4 separate regions of the Mus musculus genome follow, and regions 2, 3 and 4 are each linked to region 1. Evidence: chromatin contacts called from public Hi-C and HiChIP or PLAC-seq data. All regions are on one chromosome and are shown on one strand. Each heading gives the region's core, a stretch centred on a gene start, on an enhancer-like site or on the middle of the called end of the contact. The rest is flanking DNA. Distances are from core to core; before and after follow the strand shown. Region 1 holds the start of Rnpep (arginyl aminopeptidase (aminopeptidase B)). Region 2 has its middle 11 kb from the start of Gm32835. Region 3 has its middle 13 kb from the start of Gm32835. Region 4 overlaps Lgr6 (leucine-rich repeat-containing G protein-coupled receptor 6).

What was found. A called contact is a pair of places that touch in the nucleus more often than the background predicts. HiChIP or PLAC-seq counts read pairs in DNA pulled down with a chosen protein or histone mark.
Region 2: a contact with region 1 is called in an H3K4me3 HiChIP or PLAC-seq map of bone marrow-derived macrophages, with 3 times the contacts expected there. The contact joins the enhancer-like site here to the promoter of Rnpep in region 1. A contact is called at or near these places in 2 of 484 Hi-C or Micro-C datasets (both in embryonic stem cells), 5 of 115 datasets of contacts at active chromatin or transcription factors (astrocytes, bone marrow-derived macrophages, embryonic stem cells and 2 more) and 2 of 9 other capture datasets (adipose tissue and liver).
Region 3: a contact with region 1 is called in a Hi-C map of embryonic stem cells, with 3 times the contacts expected there. The contact joins the enhancer-like site here to the promoter of Rnpep in region 1. A contact is called at or near these places in 2 of 484 Hi-C or Micro-C datasets (both in embryonic stem cells), 1 of 115 datasets of contacts at active chromatin or transcription factors (pancreatic cancer cells) and 2 of 9 other capture datasets (adipose tissue and liver).
Region 4: a contact with region 1 is called in an HNF4G HiChIP or PLAC-seq map of pancreatic cancer cells. The contact joins the enhancer-like site here to the promoter of Rnpep in region 1. A contact is called at or near these places in 6 of 484 Hi-C or Micro-C datasets (the G1E-ER4 cell line and embryonic stem cells), 6 of 115 datasets of contacts at active chromatin or transcription factors (astrocytes, embryonic forebrain, embryonic stem cells and 3 more) and 3 of 9 other capture datasets (adipose tissue, liver and pancreatic islet).

The regions. Positions count from the first base shown.
Region 1 is chr1:135,282,152-135,285,829 of GRCm38.p6, reverse strand. Rnpep (arginyl aminopeptidase (aminopeptidase B)) reads left to right here and starts at 1,746. Exons shown (of 11, transcript NM_145417.3): 1 at 1,746-2,268. The coding sequence starts at 1,822.
Region 2 is chr1:135,697,720-135,701,397 of GRCm38.p6, reverse strand. No RefSeq gene overlaps it. Among named protein-coding and RNA genes, the nearest start is that of Gm32835, 11 kb to the right of the region's middle. Within about 2 kb of position 1,872, at least 105 of the 459 cell types and tissues checked have an H3K27ac peak or open chromatin away from gene starts, as enhancers often do. A contact at or near this core is called in adipose tissue, bone marrow-derived macrophages and pancreatic cancer cells, where this site is marked.
Region 3 is chr1:135,673,610-135,677,287 of GRCm38.p6, reverse strand. It overlaps a transcript of Nav1 not described here. Among named protein-coding and RNA genes, the nearest start is that of Gm32835, 13 kb to the left of the region's middle. Within about 2 kb of position 1,662, at least 57 of the 459 cell types and tissues checked have an H3K27ac peak or open chromatin away from gene starts, as enhancers often do. A contact at or near this core is called in embryonic stem cells, liver and pancreatic cancer cells, where this site is marked.
Region 4 is chr1:134,983,481-134,987,158 of GRCm38.p6, reverse strand. It overlaps Lgr6 (leucine-rich repeat-containing G protein-coupled receptor 6), which reads left to right. Exons shown (of 18, transcript NM_001033409.3): 18 at 1-806. The coding sequence ends at 223. Among named protein-coding and RNA genes, the nearest start is that of Ube2t, 23 kb to the right of the region's middle. Within about 2 kb of position 1,833, at least 8 of the 459 cell types and tissues checked have an H3K27ac peak or open chromatin away from gene starts, as enhancers often do. A contact at or near this core is called in pancreatic cancer cells, where this site is marked.

The sequences.
Region 1 (3,678 bases), core at 497-2,996:
TCCAAAGACATGAACAAATATCTGTTCACTATGGCTAGGGGTACTCTGGACTACTGAAGAAACATACCCAAAGCTCCACAAAAAAAGAGTGTCCTCTGTCCCTGCATGGTCCCTATTTCTTTTCCTTTCCTTTCTTTTCTTTTTTTTTTTAAAGATTTATATATTTTATTTATATGAGTACACTGTAGCTGTCTTCAGACACACCAGAAGAGGGCATCGGATCCCATTACTGATGGTTGTGAGTCACCATGTGGTTGCTGGGAATTGAACTCAGGACCTCTGGAAGAGCAGTCAGTGCTCTTAACCACTGAGCCACCTCTCCAGCCCATAGTCCCTATTTCTATAACCTCGAGAACCTTGTCACATTCTGAGCTACCTAAATTGTATGACCTTCTTTCTTCTTTAAGACTGAAAAGTGCCGGGTGTGGTGGCATACACCTTTAATCCTAGCACTCGGGAGGCAGAGGCAGGCAAATTTCTGAGTTCCAGGCCAGCCTGGTCTACAAAGTGAGTTCCAGGACAGCCAGGGCTATACAGAGAAACCCTGTCTCCACAAACCAAAAAAAAAAAAAAAAAAAAAAAAAAAAAGACTGAAAAGTTTCAATCCCTAGGAAATGGCTACACTTAATCTCTTCATTTGTTGCCTCTGCAAGGCACTGTCACAGAAGAGAAACAAAATGTAGCGCTGTGTCCAGCTCAAACTGAGCCACACAAGGAAAATACAAAGAACATGCAATGGGCGACTAAGCATTTCCATGCGTGCAGGGATGAGGGTGTAGCTCAAAGGCAGAGTGCTTGTTTAGGGTACTTAAGGCCCTACATTTGATCTCCAGCATTGATAAACAAATATTATCTAGGAAGGGTGTAATCCCATAACTCCTCAAGCTGATGTAGGATGGCTATTTTGAGACTACCTTGGGCTACATAGTAACACAATAATTTTTTTTAAAGTTGCATGATTTCAATAGCTAGGGAGTTTAACTAGTCTTAATGAACTCATTTAAAAATCTAACTTGAGGGTAGAGAGATGGCCCAGCGGTTGAGAGTCCTTGGCTGCTCTTGTAGAGGACCTGGTTTGGTTCCCAGCATCCAATGACAACTTACAAGGTCTGTAACTCCAGTTCCAGGGGGTCCGACTCTATCTGCAGGCACTAGGCATACGTGCGGGCAGAACACCCATCCATATTTTTTCAAAAGAAAAAATTAAAAATAGAAACAACTAAATTTAAGTTGAGTGGGAACATATAGATATATAACAACCACAAAACGTCTCTGGTCCTGACACAAAAGCGTTAAAGATCTGTGTGCCTGGGGTTGCGGGGGTTTGTGTGTGTGTGTGTGTGTGTGTGTGTGTGTGTGTGTGTGTGTGGCTATTTACTAAGCACGCTAGACATCTTCCTTGACGGAAGAACAGCATTACAACTCCTGTTTTACAATTCATTCAAGATGTCACACATGTCCTAATGACTGGCCTAGTGGAGAGAGTGAGTGAAATTTCAAACCCAGAGCCTTTCAATCCAGGTTCTGGTCCCCTGCATCTTGCAGACTGCTTAGAAGATGGGGAATCCTCAAGGGTGACCTGGAACTAGGGTGACCCACCACACCACCTACTTCGGTCTCAGGGTAGCACAGGAACCTGTGTGAAGCAGGAAGAGGGGTTGTGTGCCACAAGGGAGGGGACAGCCCCAGGGGGTTAGGGGCTGTGGCCGCCCGAATTCCTCGGAGGGCGGGGCGCATGGTGGCGCGTCGCCTCGAGGCGGAGCCTGCCAAGACCCGAGGAGCGACCGACCTTCCTGGCGGGTGAGCAACCGCTCAGGAGCCATGGAGAGCGGCGGACCAGGCAACTACAGCGCGGCCGCCCGGCGGCCACTGCACTCGGCCCAAGCCGTGGACGTGGCCTCGGCCTCCAGCTTCCGCGCCTTCGAGATCCTGCACCTGCACCTGGACCTGCGGGCCGAGTTCGGGCCTCCGGGCCCGGGTCCGGGAAGCCGCGGATTGAGCGGCACGGCGACGCTGGAGCTGCGTTGTTTGCTTCCCGAGGGCGCCTCGGAGCTGCGGCTCGACTCGCACAGCTGCTTGGAGGTGACGGCGGCGACGCTGCGACGGGGACAGCCGGGAGACCAGCAGGCGCCGGCAGAGCCCGTGCCTTTCCACACACAGCCCTTCTCGCACTATGGCCAGGCCCTGTGCGTGGCCTTCCGGCAGCCCTGCGGTGCCGCCGATCGCTTCGAGCTGGAGCTCACCTACCGCGTCGGGGAGGGACCCGGGGTGAGTGCGCGCGGGGCGCCCGGGCCACCGGCCTCTCTCAGCCCCCTTGGCCAGCCTGCTGCTCCTAAGCAGCCCAGAGATGGAGAGCAGGAAATCTGGCTCTGCTTCCGCAGCTTCCGCGGGAGATCCCCGTGCCCCTACTCTCTTCCCCAGAAGCCGGCTTTGGATTCCTGCCCCGTGCTCCCCATTCCTGGGCTCGAACCTCTCCAGCCGGTGCTTTGTTCCTCCTACCCGTCCTTCCTTCCTGCCTTCCTGGTCTCTGTCGGGATTATTTGCCTTAGATTGCCCTGCCTCACCTCTGACACACACGTGCTGGACCGACTTGTCCGCTAGCCTCTGTCTTTTCAGGATGAGAAACTTGCTTCGCAAACTTTGCTTTTTGTTTTGTTTTATAATTCTCCTTGCTGGAGCCTGGACAGTGTTGGTTAATTAGCTGGATGCTGACAGGGTCCTTTCATGTGCTAGCAAGCCCTTTTGGTTGCACAGGTTAAAACAGCCCGAGAAGCATTTTTACTTCCTCCTTTGAAATCCTGCTATTGACTTAAAAGAATCCGAGCAAAAATGGGAATGTGTAATTAGAGTACTCTAGACTTTATAATAATTCAGCCTTCTCAATAACGGTTGGCTCTTAAGTCTTAAGGTTTTCAGAGTTGGATGAATATTGGAAGTTTAGGTAACTATTCATAGCGGACATTTGTAAGAGTGACAGCCTTAGGCTGGGTTACAAGGTTCACCAAAGCTGTTGGCAGACTATTGGAGCTTGCTTATCCAGCTAACAGTTCCCCTTTACTGACCCAAAGAGCACTTGACTTCCTCCTTTGATTGGAGGAATAAGCGAGCCTTGCGATAGAACTTGTTGGGAAACTGAAAGCACCATGGTTTAACCTAGCACCAAAAGCAAAGCCAAGTTCCCGTCGGTGCCTGGGCGGAAGCTGGACATTGGGAAATATCTTTGGTTCCTCTGCTATATTTTGAGTCCTAATTTTCAGTGGGAGCTAGAAATTAAACAGGATTGGAAAATTAAACCCTCCCTAAATTTGCATACTCTAAAGTTGTCAAAGTTAACAACAGAATCTATTTTGAGTTTGTAATCCTCCTGCCTCAGCTTCCTGGGTGCTGGGACTCCTGGCAGTGTGCCATCATGCCTGGCCCGTATCAGGTGCCTAGGTTTAGACGTTCACCGGATGTTGTCAAACATTTAGACAAGTGCCTTGCACATCTTAGGAAACCCTGCTCATTATCCTTCCACTATCTTTTGTTTGTTTGTTTGAGACAGGGTTTCTCTGTATAGCCCTGGCTGTCCTGGAACTCACTTTGTAGACCAGGCTGGCCTCGAGCTCAGAAATTCGCCTGCCTCTGCCTCCCAAGAGCTGGGATTAAAGACGTGCGCCACCACCGCCCGGCTCTTCC
Region 2 (3,678 bases), core at 623-3,122, 420 kb before region 1:
TCCTTCTAAATGGAACACCAGCATTCCTAGCCTTTGCACCTAAACTGAGTCTGCTGGTGTTTTAACTGCCGGCTTTCTCTGACCTCAGCTTGCTGGCCCATCCTGGAGAACATGGCATTGGCCAGCGACTAGCACATGTGCCTATTCCTCTTTCTGTGTCTGTCTACCTGTCTGTCCACACACACACACACACACACACACACACACACACACACACACACACACATCTGCTGTCCAATTCTCTAAAGGGTACTACCGGAACAATTCCTTGTTGTATTATTTTTTATACATCTTATATATCTAAAATGTTTCATAATAATTTTATACAAGTAAGCGTAAGTGCGTACCAAACATCAAATGCTGCAGATGTCAAATTGAGAACTGGAGGCTAGTGATGTAGTTTGATGGTAGAGTGTGCACTTATGTTCGAGGCCTTGGGTTCCATGCTCAGCATAACACAAAAGAGAGAATGATAAGGAGGTGAGAAGTGGAACAAGCAGGTTAGAGGCTGTTGTGAGAAGCCACAGTTCCTTGATAGGAGTGAATTCAGTGCAGTACCCAGAGGAGGCCACACGGTGGCAGCGTAGAGGACTGCGTATACACCCTCAATGGTGTTTAGTGTTCAGTAGGGGTGAACGCAGGTTCTTGTTAACCCAGTTCTGGGTAGAGAAAGAGACTTAGCAATGGGTGGCTTTTGCGTCTGCCTGGGGCCTCTGGACTGCGTTTGTTGGAACTGGCAGGGCCCTAATTGCCCCTTGGGTCCCTGTGATTATTTCAGTAGAGATCCTGGGATAGTTGGGTTCTGTGTTTTGCCTGTTTGTAAAATGAGTTTGAAAAAAAAGTTCAGGGCTGGTGAGATGGCTCAGTGGGTAAGAGCACCCGACTGCTCTTCCGAAGGTCCGAAGTTCAAATCCCAGCAACCACATGGTGGCTCACAACCACCCGTGATGAGATCTGATGCCTCTTCTGGTGCGTCTGAGGACAGCTGCAGTGTACTTACATATAATAAATAAATAAATAAATCTTTAAAAAAAAAGAAAAAAGAAAAAGAAAAAAAAGTTCAGACCGGATGCAAATACTCTAGATGCCAGGTTTCTTAGCAGGAGGCACCCAGATACCATGATAGCAACATCTCTCACAGAAAGGAAGGTAAAATGTCACAGCACCAGAAATCAAGCTGAAATACAAAGTCTCTGTGCTGAAATAAGGAAACTACTCTGGAAAGAGGTGGGGAGGCAAAGAGATAATGATTCTGGCTGAAAACTATTGAGCTACTTGAGAAAGTTGTCTTTCTCCCTTCTCCCGCCTCCACCCCCTTTTATTTTTGTCTCCCTGATGATTGCATTTGGCAGTGGGTGTTGCCAAGTTTCCCAATTTAGTTTTTATTTTTCTTTCTTCTTTTCTTCCTTCCTTCCTTCCTTTTTTTTTTTTTTTTTTTTTTTTTTTGAGATAGGGCTTCTTCTCTGTCCTGGAACTCACTCTGTAAACCAGGCTGGTCTCGAACTCAGAAATCCCCCTGCCTCTGTCTCCCACGTGCTGGGATTAAAGGCATGCACCACCACCACCCGGTTCCGGTTCCTAATTTAGCGTCAAGAGAACTGGCCCCAGGGTTTTCCAGGCCACAGAAGCTGGAGGGAGGACTCGTTCGCTAGTTTGTCGCACTCCCCTCAGAAAATCCAGTCTGGGTTTTATTCTAAAGTCTGCTTTGTCTCTTCAAAGGATCTCCAGATGGGGAGATTCTGAGCTGGGGTATTTCTTCCTACCCCTCCCAGACGGATTGCGAGTTTTTTCCAGTCTGAATTCTCCCTAGGGCTCTCCTCCGCAGACGCGCCCACACCAGCAGGGGTCAGCAGTGTCCTACATCTGGCGGGGCGCTGCCTGCCACATGCGCCATCTCTTCCGGGCGCTGCCAGGGCTGCTGGGGGATTAGAGGGTGCTGTCCTGCTGAGGCCTTGGCACCATTCTAATATGCCGGCCGAGATTCCTCCCCTGAACGTGAAGTGACGTGTGGTCATTAAAAGCGCTGATGTGGATGTGAGCGTATACCGCAGACATCAGCAATGCCAGCTTACCATCTGCTTTTCACCGCCAGGTTTTTAATGTGTATTGGCACGTGCGCCTTACTTTGTGGGTCTAGGTGACAGAGAGTGTGTAGCCTGGATTTATCTTGCTGAGATTTTCTCAAAGACCTGGGGGTTCTGGATTCTACCCAGTACCCAGGATGTCAGCGAGGGACTCATGCCTCCCCAGGCTCTGGGAATGACTGGTGTTCCGGTCTCACTAACGCCAACTCCGTCACACCCAACGCTGCTCAGTGGAACAAATTCTCTCGTAGTAGTGTCAGATCTCTATGGCCAGCGTCTCCGTGACTGATGCCCGGGAAAAGCAAGCTCTGCTCAGCTTCCCGATTCATCCGTAGCCCTGGTGTCTTTTTTTTTTTTTTTTTCACGTCCCCAGTCCATTTTGCAGTTCGCTAATTTGTGCCGAATCCTTCCAGCTCAGGCCACCTTGTTAAATATGAAGGTCCCCAGGGAAATCAGAGATCCTAGAAACATCTGGTTCCTTGGAAGCAGCAGGACTCCCTGCCATCTTCCTGCTTCTCAGTTTTCCCCACTCCGACGTGATGGGGGAGCGAGGAAGGGGCTCTGGCTCGCGTACAGCTGGGGTAAAGCTGAATTGGAAGACTCCAGTTAGTGACTGGGATTCCCAGGGCCCCACGACCTTCCAAGCAGGCTCCCCTGCTGCTGTGACGGGCAGATGCCGGCTTTTCCACATGCCTTTGAAAAGGGGGACTTGGAAGAGGCCTCTCACTAGCCTGCTTTCCTAGGAGTAGAGTTACAGCAGCTGATCTAGACAACAGGTGTGGCTTTCCGTCACAGCTGCTGCAAAGCACATCTGTACTAACAAGAAGGCGGCAGTCACAGCTTGGCCCATCAGTCACCAAAGCACACCTCGGATTTCGGGGGAGTGCCTGAAAAGGCACGAGTGAAGGTTGGAGAGACTCAGATCAGCTTTGACAGAGCCCTTTTACCCTGGAAATGCCACAGCGGCCACCTCGGCCCTTGCAGTTTCATTGGTCTACAGCATAGGAATGGGGGAAGAGATCTTCTTCTCTGGGTAGCACCCCAGCCCCTGGACTGCAGCCAATTTCCCTTTCTGGCCAATGGAGCCCAGAACTTTTCAGGGTGGAGCTCAGAATCCAGGCTCTTCCAGGAAGCCAGAAGTGTGGAGGGTTTTTACAGTGGTTCTCAACCTTCCTAAGGCTGCGACCCTTTAACAGTTCCTCATGTTGTGGTGAGCCCCAAAACATAAAATTATTTTTGTTACTACTTCATAACTGTAATTCTGTGATCGTTATGAACCCTAATGTAAATATTTTTTTGAGATAGAGGGTTGGTATGGGGGTCGCGACCCACAGGTTGAGAAACACTGCTTTAGCAGCCTGGCTCTTTGGGGCTGGTTTGACTAGTAAATAAAACCTATGCTGCAGAAGCATGGGGGTGTGAGCTCATCCCCCAGCACACACATAAAACTCCAGGTGCAGACTGGTGAGATGGTTCACTGGAGAGAGGCACTAACCACCAAACCTGACAACCCAAGTTCAATGCCTCAAACACCACTGTGGAAAGAAAGACTCAATTCTGTAAAGCTGTCCTCTGCCCTCCACATGTGTGACAC
Region 3 (3,678 bases), core at 413-2,912, 390 kb before region 1:
TAGTCTGTGTCTCAGAGTATTACAAATAGCACTGGCTTCAGAAGGAGGGATCGCAGATGTAACTGAGGCAAAAAATATGGAAAGGTGGGAGGTTTGAATTGGCTTGTGGGTTAAAAGGCAGATGGGTCCATCTCCATGACAATGGGACATCCGGGAGCTCTCTGCCTAGTTGCCTCTGAGGCAGAGCTCTGCCTTACAAAGCTGGAAAGAGCCAGGCTCCGTGGTCCTAGGGCTGAGGTTGCTGCTCTGTTTTCTTCCACCTGCATCTTTGTACTAAGCCTGGACAGGGTCCTAAATAGGCCTGGCGAGATTCAGAGAAGGAAATAGGATCCCGCAGTCCCCTGCAGTCTTCTGAAAATCTAGACTTCCTTACAAATAAAAAGGAAATGCCCTCTTTCTTTTTTGTTGTATATGATTTTCATTTAAATCAAAATAAAATTTACCAACAGTCATGTGAACAGATCGTAAGTGTCTGGTTTGATGTGTTTTTGACGACACAGAACTGTTCCAAGAGCCTATCCCCCGTCCCCGTCCTTTTCATCAGTAGATAACCCCCACAGCTGTGTCACAGAGCTGATGTGTATCGCCATAAATTAGTTTTGTCTATAATGAATTCTATAAGAACGAATAGTGGAATGTGTTCTAGTTTGAGTCTGATGTTTTAGCCGAGCATAAATTACTTACAGGTAAAAGAAATTTTTTGGTTCTGCCAAGTTTGATAGACACATCCTCCTTGAGCTGTAGGATTTGGTTTGTGTTGTGTTGTTTGTGTTGTTTCTGCACAGTCTCACAGTGTGATCCAGCCTCGGCTCAGACTTGTAGCAATCCTCCTGCTTATCTCCGTGCATTCTGGGATTGCTGACATAATCGAACACACTCAGCCCTTTGCGTCTTTTCGTTTCTGATATGAAAGGACCACAGCTTATAAGCTGTGGTCCTTAATTACACCACCGGGCAACTGTGATACCCATCGGGGTTCCGAGGGCTCGGATACACCAGTAGGGAGATGAGCATGGTCTTTGTACTTGGGAGGGTAAAGTCAGGTAATCACAACTTCCAGGCAAACCTGGGCTCCACTGTCAGTCTGAGGCCAGCCTGGGCAACTCAGTGCAACCCAACCCAGGGAGGGTGAAAGGAGAGAAGAGTAAAAGCAATTGTGGCAACCCTTAGAGGAGTCCTAGACGTGTCCTTGTTGACTTTGTTTCTAGACCATCTTTGGTTCCTATGGTGACCTTCCATTCTGTTCTAGACTGCAGCCACCTCCACCCTGTGCAGTGCAGACTCTTCCTCGGTAGAGGGTGGTGTGCTCTCTCCAAGTTCACTGGTCTGTATTGAACTGGTGTGTGTCAACAGGCAGGTGTGTCTGTCCCTGCCTGTGAAAGACAAAGGGGCCTGAGCAGAACAGGGTCCTGTTGGTGACGGAGAGGGTGGAGACCCCGAGGGGGGCAGCCGGCTAACAGGGGTATTGTCCCAGGCGGGGGTGGGATTGGGGGTTGTGTGTGACTGTGCACGGTTGGGAACCCAGCACTCAGCATGAGTCTGATTCACAGGGAGCGTTGATAAAGCAATGTTGATGACTAATGGTCTGGAAAAGGGGAGCTGGGGCAACAAACCCACTGCCACACTCCAGCTATGGAAGGTCTGAGCTTAGCCCCGCTGGGAGAGGAAGGACAGATAAGGTTTCACAAAGGAACACCCAGCAGGGTGGAGCGATTGCGGTCTGTGGGAGATACACAATGGCTGGAGAGCCAAGAGCAGGAGCAGTATTTTTAGAGGATCACTGGCCTAGGAGTGGAACCCTCTGTACCCCTTGGTGCAGCTCATGTAAGCTTCTTTCCTCTTAGAGACCTCCTCCCTCAAGCCGGTGTCATATCAGGTGTCCTGTGGCCGCTGTAACAAACTGGGTGGCAGAAGCTCATCAGTATATGGTGATGCCTGTAATCCCAACATGCAGAGGCTGAGGCAGGAGGATAGAGTTGGAGGCTAACCTGGACTACACAGAAAAGCCCCGTCTCATCGGGGCTAGAAAGAGGGATGGCTCAGTGGTTAAGAACTTTGGCTTTGCTTACTAAGGACCCGAGTTTGGTTCCCAGCACCCACTTGTAACTCTAGTCTCAGAGAATCCAATGTGTTCCTCTGGCCCCCAGGCAGGCAGATGGTATACATACATACATACATACATACATACTACATACATACTACATACATACATACATACATACATGCAGAAAAACAGCCATACACATAAAATAACTGAATAGTTTTGATTTTTTTAAACTCTTTTATTTACATGTATGTCTCTCCAATCCCAACAAGTAAATCTAAAAAGAAAAAGCTAGTTTCGGTAGTGCGTTCTTTAATCCCAGCAGAGGCAGGTCTACATAGAGAGTTCCAAGCCAGCCAGAGTCACGTGGTGAGACACTGCCTCAAACACAAACAAACAAGCTATTTTGTATAGTGTCTCAGAAAACTGAACAAACAACAAGATTCCTCCAAGAAGTTCATTTGTTTACGGTTTTAGCAACTGAAAGTCTAAAATCAAGATAACAGTAGGGCAAGGGCTGGAGGGCTAGCTCAGTGTTGAGACCACTGGCTATTCTTTCAGAGAACCCATATTCAATTTTCAGAACCTACATGATGGCTCACAACTGTCTGTACCTCCTGTTCCAGGGGATTCAACATCCTCCTCTGGCCTTTGTGGGCACTGGGCATCAACATGGTACACAGACATGCATGCAGGCAAAACACCCATACACATACAATGACAAATAAGTCCTTAAAAAACAGTAGTGTCACATTCATACCATGAAACCCACAGCGAAGAGTCCCTCTTGCCTCTTCTCACTGCCAGTGTTTGCCAGCACTTGGCCTCCCTTGGTCTGCAGATCCATCAATCCAGACTTCCTCTCCATCACTATGGTCCATCACTATGGAGACCACATGGTTTTCCTGTGGCCCTCTCATATTGTCTGATTGCTGTGTGTGTCTGTGTCCAAATGGCCCTCTTGTTAGTACAGAGGTCATATCGGGTGAGAGACCCACTTCCTACCTCGACCAGACGTCATTTTAACCAATTATATCTGCCATGACCCTACTCCAAATAAAACCATCTTCTGAGAAAAATTGGAATTCAACTGTCTTTACTGGTGACACCTTCAGTCCACCCGAAGATGCCACCACAGCTGGAGTACTCCTTTGTAGGTGTGATGTGTTAGGCAAGTGTCAAGGGATTTTTAGCCTGGGTTATGACTGATCTGTCCCTTGGGACAGAATTCATATAAATCTCTCTGAGTCTCTTTCTTACAAAACGGACCTCAGGTTCTCCCCACAAGTAGAGCCTGTGGCTCTGCCTCTGAAGTTAGGGCTCCAGGGCACTGGGAGAGTTGTGGGGCCCTTGCACATACAGACATCATCAAAGAAACCCAGGTTGGAACCCAAGAGACACTTCAACTCTGATACTCATCTGCGATCTCAGGTTTCTCGTCCTGATGTCAAGGATCACGGAAAGCCAGTGTCCTCCACCGCAGTCCCTGTGCGGTGGCCCCTTCCTCAGTGAGGTCTACAAGGAGGGAGCCACACTATAAATAGCACCCCACATCCAAAGTCCTTCTTCCTGTGCAGGAAGCACCGAGGTCTAAAGGAAGGAAAAACGTGTTTCCGGAAGAGAGGCCAGGAAAA
Region 4 (3,678 bases), core at 584-3,083, 300 kb after region 1:
TGGCTTCCCTTCAGTGACCCTCATCTCCCGACATCAGCCGGGGGCTACCAGGCTGGAGGGAAACCATTTTGTAGAGTCTGATGGAACCAAGTTTGGGAACCCACAACCTCCCATGAAGGGAGAACTGCTGCTGAAGGCAGAGGGAGCCACTTTGGCAGGCTGTGGCTCTTCCGTGGGTGGAGCCCTCTGGCCCTCTGGCTCTCTCTTTGCCTCTCACTTGTAAATATCCCTCTCTGTTTGTCCTCTTCCCGTCCAATGATGGCTGCTTATAAAAGAAAGACAACTCCAACTCCATAGCAAGATGGCCAACACCTCTGACTCCATTGTTCTCTCTCCACGACCCCTAACCAATGAGTGCTTCCAAGTCTTGCTTTGTCTTGGCCTTCAGCTTCACTTTCACCCTGGGCCTTCTCTGTCCAATCCAATACTTCTGACAGAGGCCTGGGAAATTTGCATAGGAGAAAGGAGAAAAGCAAAAGACAGTGAAGGTTATGGGGCCCTGACAGAGCCATGATCAGTAAGTGCAGAGTGATGGGGAGGTCTCACAGAGCATGACACTGGAAGACAACTACCAAAGACATTGGAGAGTCTCCCCTGTGACATATAGAATATAAAATGTGTTTTGTGTTCCATTAATCTTGACCTATGCTGTGCCAAAGTGCTTCCTGTTAAAATACACTTTGGAAGACATTGCATATTATGTCCCTTTCTTAGAGTCATGGGGTCATGTTAGTGTCTAAAAGGTCCTGAGAATTAGGACTTTTTGGCTTAATTACTACAGCAATTAAACTTAATTATTTGATGATACCTATATATTTGCTTTTCATGAAACACTTACAAATCTCTCATAGAACTTTATGGTTTTTCTCCCGGGGAATCATCTTCATACCATGGAGTACTACCCTATGACATCATAAGATGCCACCCTCTTTCAAAGCCCCTATGAAGCCAACCTGGGGTGAAGTGCCAGAGGTGACTGATGATCCGTCATCCAGGACAGATTTTGCATTCTGCTCCCCTCCCCACCTCACTTATCCTACTGGAACAGACACCTGGAGGAGCCTGCCCCATCTCCAAGGTGGGGCGGGGGGAAAGAGACCTTGATGTGTTCCCACACCACACCGACCCCAAGCAGTAATGAAATTTCTGCCCTCAGCAAGACAGGATTCTCAGGTCCTGGTAAGATATACACTGAGAAGTCTGTGGTTCTCTGGGCTTCCCCGAACTCTATGCTAACTTTGTATGGTTTTACATTGTATGCATCTCACTATGGCCTGGACCTCTCTTCTCATCCCAATCCTGTTACTGGTAGGGATGGAAAACCCAAGAGAAGGGATATTTGTATTGTGAATATTGCATTTTAGGGAGTGCTGTGGCTATCTGGGACTCCTGGATGCCCCCAACAGGCCTTTGATTCTTCTGCCTCTCTCCTCTTGATCTTTCTTACCCTCTGCTTCCCCAAGTGCAGTTGAGGTTCTATGCAGTGCCTCCGCCTCACTCCAAACACGGGAATTCAATCTCAGAGAGAGGAGGTAACAAGTGGGGAGAAGCCAAGACTCAGCAATAGACGATAATTGCTCCTGGGATTGCCCCCAACACCATTTACCTAGAAAGGACCAAGTTTGGATCCTGAAGCCCAGTGGAGCACCATTCTCTGCCTGAATCCTGTTGTGATCCCTAGCCAAGTCCTCTTTCCAAAAACTCCACCTTTAAAACAAGCTGAGAAGGCCCTTCTCTAAGTTTAATAGTTAACTTTCCATAGCTTAGCTTCTCTGCGGTCTCCTGAGTGCCCAGTGAAAATTCTGCCATAGGTCAACAAGTGAGGTGGAGAGATGAGTCAGAGGCCATGCATGGAGCTCAGAACATTTCCAAACCTCCTGTGATTCACTGAGTAGCCCCTAGACTCTAGAAGGCTCAGAAGCAGAAAAGGATGACTTTATTATTCCTTAGGGTCTTCTCATGGGGCCAGTTTCAGGAAGGGCATTCACCAAATGATGGCAGATTTATTTATCAATTGTTTCTGGGTGCCTGATTTCTTTATTTCCCCCGGGCTATGAGAGCCCTTGGTGGGAGGTCCCCCCACCTTGAGAATTGGTGGGTTTTGGTTTTTTTGTTTTTTTGTTTTTTTTTTTTTATTTCCTAGGGTTGGCTATTTTAGTTAGGGTTTTACTGCTGTGAAGAGATACCATGACCAAGGCAACTCTCATAAGGACAACATTTAATTGGGGCTGGTTTGCAGGTTTAGAGGTTCAGTCCATTATCATCAAGGTGAGAACATGGCAGAATCCAGGCAAGCACAGTGCAGGAGGAGCTGAGAGTTCTACATCTTCATCTGAAGGTTGCTAGCAGAATACTCACTTCCAGGCAGCTAAGGACTAAGGTATTAAAGCCCACACCCACAGTGACCCATCTACTCCAACAAGGCCACACCTCCTAATAGTCCCACTCCCTGATCCAAGCATATACAAACTATCACAATGGCAAAATTGGCATTCTTTTGGGGAGGCTTGACTTACAGCAAGTTACCTAGATTTTTACCCTGCTCTCTCCACCTACATCACTATGAGATCATTCTCCCCTTTGGAGTCAAGGAACTAGCCTTGGAGTGAAGTGGCCATGTGTTGGTGGTCTAAGAATGTAGGCATTGTTCCTTAAAGAGGTCTTCTATGAGAGTGAGCCAGCCCCTTTGGGCTGCAAGCTTTAGCATGGCACAGTTGTCACCTTACTGTCTGCTTCTAAATCTGGACATCAGCCAAAGTTCAACATTCTAATTAGAGAAGAGGCAAGGGAGGAGAGAGTTGAAGTTCCATAAACTTTTATTTAAACGTCTAGCTAGGAGTGGTGGTGCCAGTGTGGAGGTGGCAAGATCGAGTGTTAGGGTCATCCTCAGCTACATAATGAGTTTGAGGCTATCCTAGGCTACATGAGACTCTGTCTCAAAAAACAAAAGCAAGCAAGCAAGCAAACAAAACCTCCAACTACTAGTTCATATACATTTACCCCAAATAAGATTGAGTAGTTAAGTTTCCTTGTGTTTTACTTTGGGCCAAATTTCTAGCAAGCCAGAATGTTAGTACTTTGGTTATCTCCTTTGTGGTCAGTTGAAGACCATGGGTCTTCTTCTAAGCAAATTTCTGAGTCTCTGTTCTACATATTTGGATCTGACAAGAAGGACCATGAGTCTTTGACTGGTCATAGGATGAAAAACTGAACTGTTAGGAGCACCTAAGTCCTCTACTGTTATCATTAACAAAATCTTCCCAAAGCCATGGAAAAGAATCCACTCCAAGGCTGAGATGGTGGTGGTAGAAACGCAAGGGATTGGTATGTACTACCATGGGCTCTGTGTGCTGTGCCATTAGTTAGTGCCAACCACAATCTTCTCTTACACAGAGGAGAACTCATGGTAGGATCACAGCTTGTTAAGCATCTCATCAAAAGGAAAAAACCCAAAAACAAATGTAGAGCTAAAGTCAATCAGAAGACTATGAGTGGGCGGGGCTTCTTACTGGGCCCTACCTTTCCTCTTCACCTCTTCTCCTGCTCCTTTGGGCTCATTTTTCCAGGAAGAGTAAAGGCTTAAAGAGTAAGGGAGGAGAAGAAGGAAGAGCTGGCAATAGGCAGTAGGCTCTTGGGACAAGGGTGGAAGAGGTAGTAGGAACCGCCATCTTCCTAGCT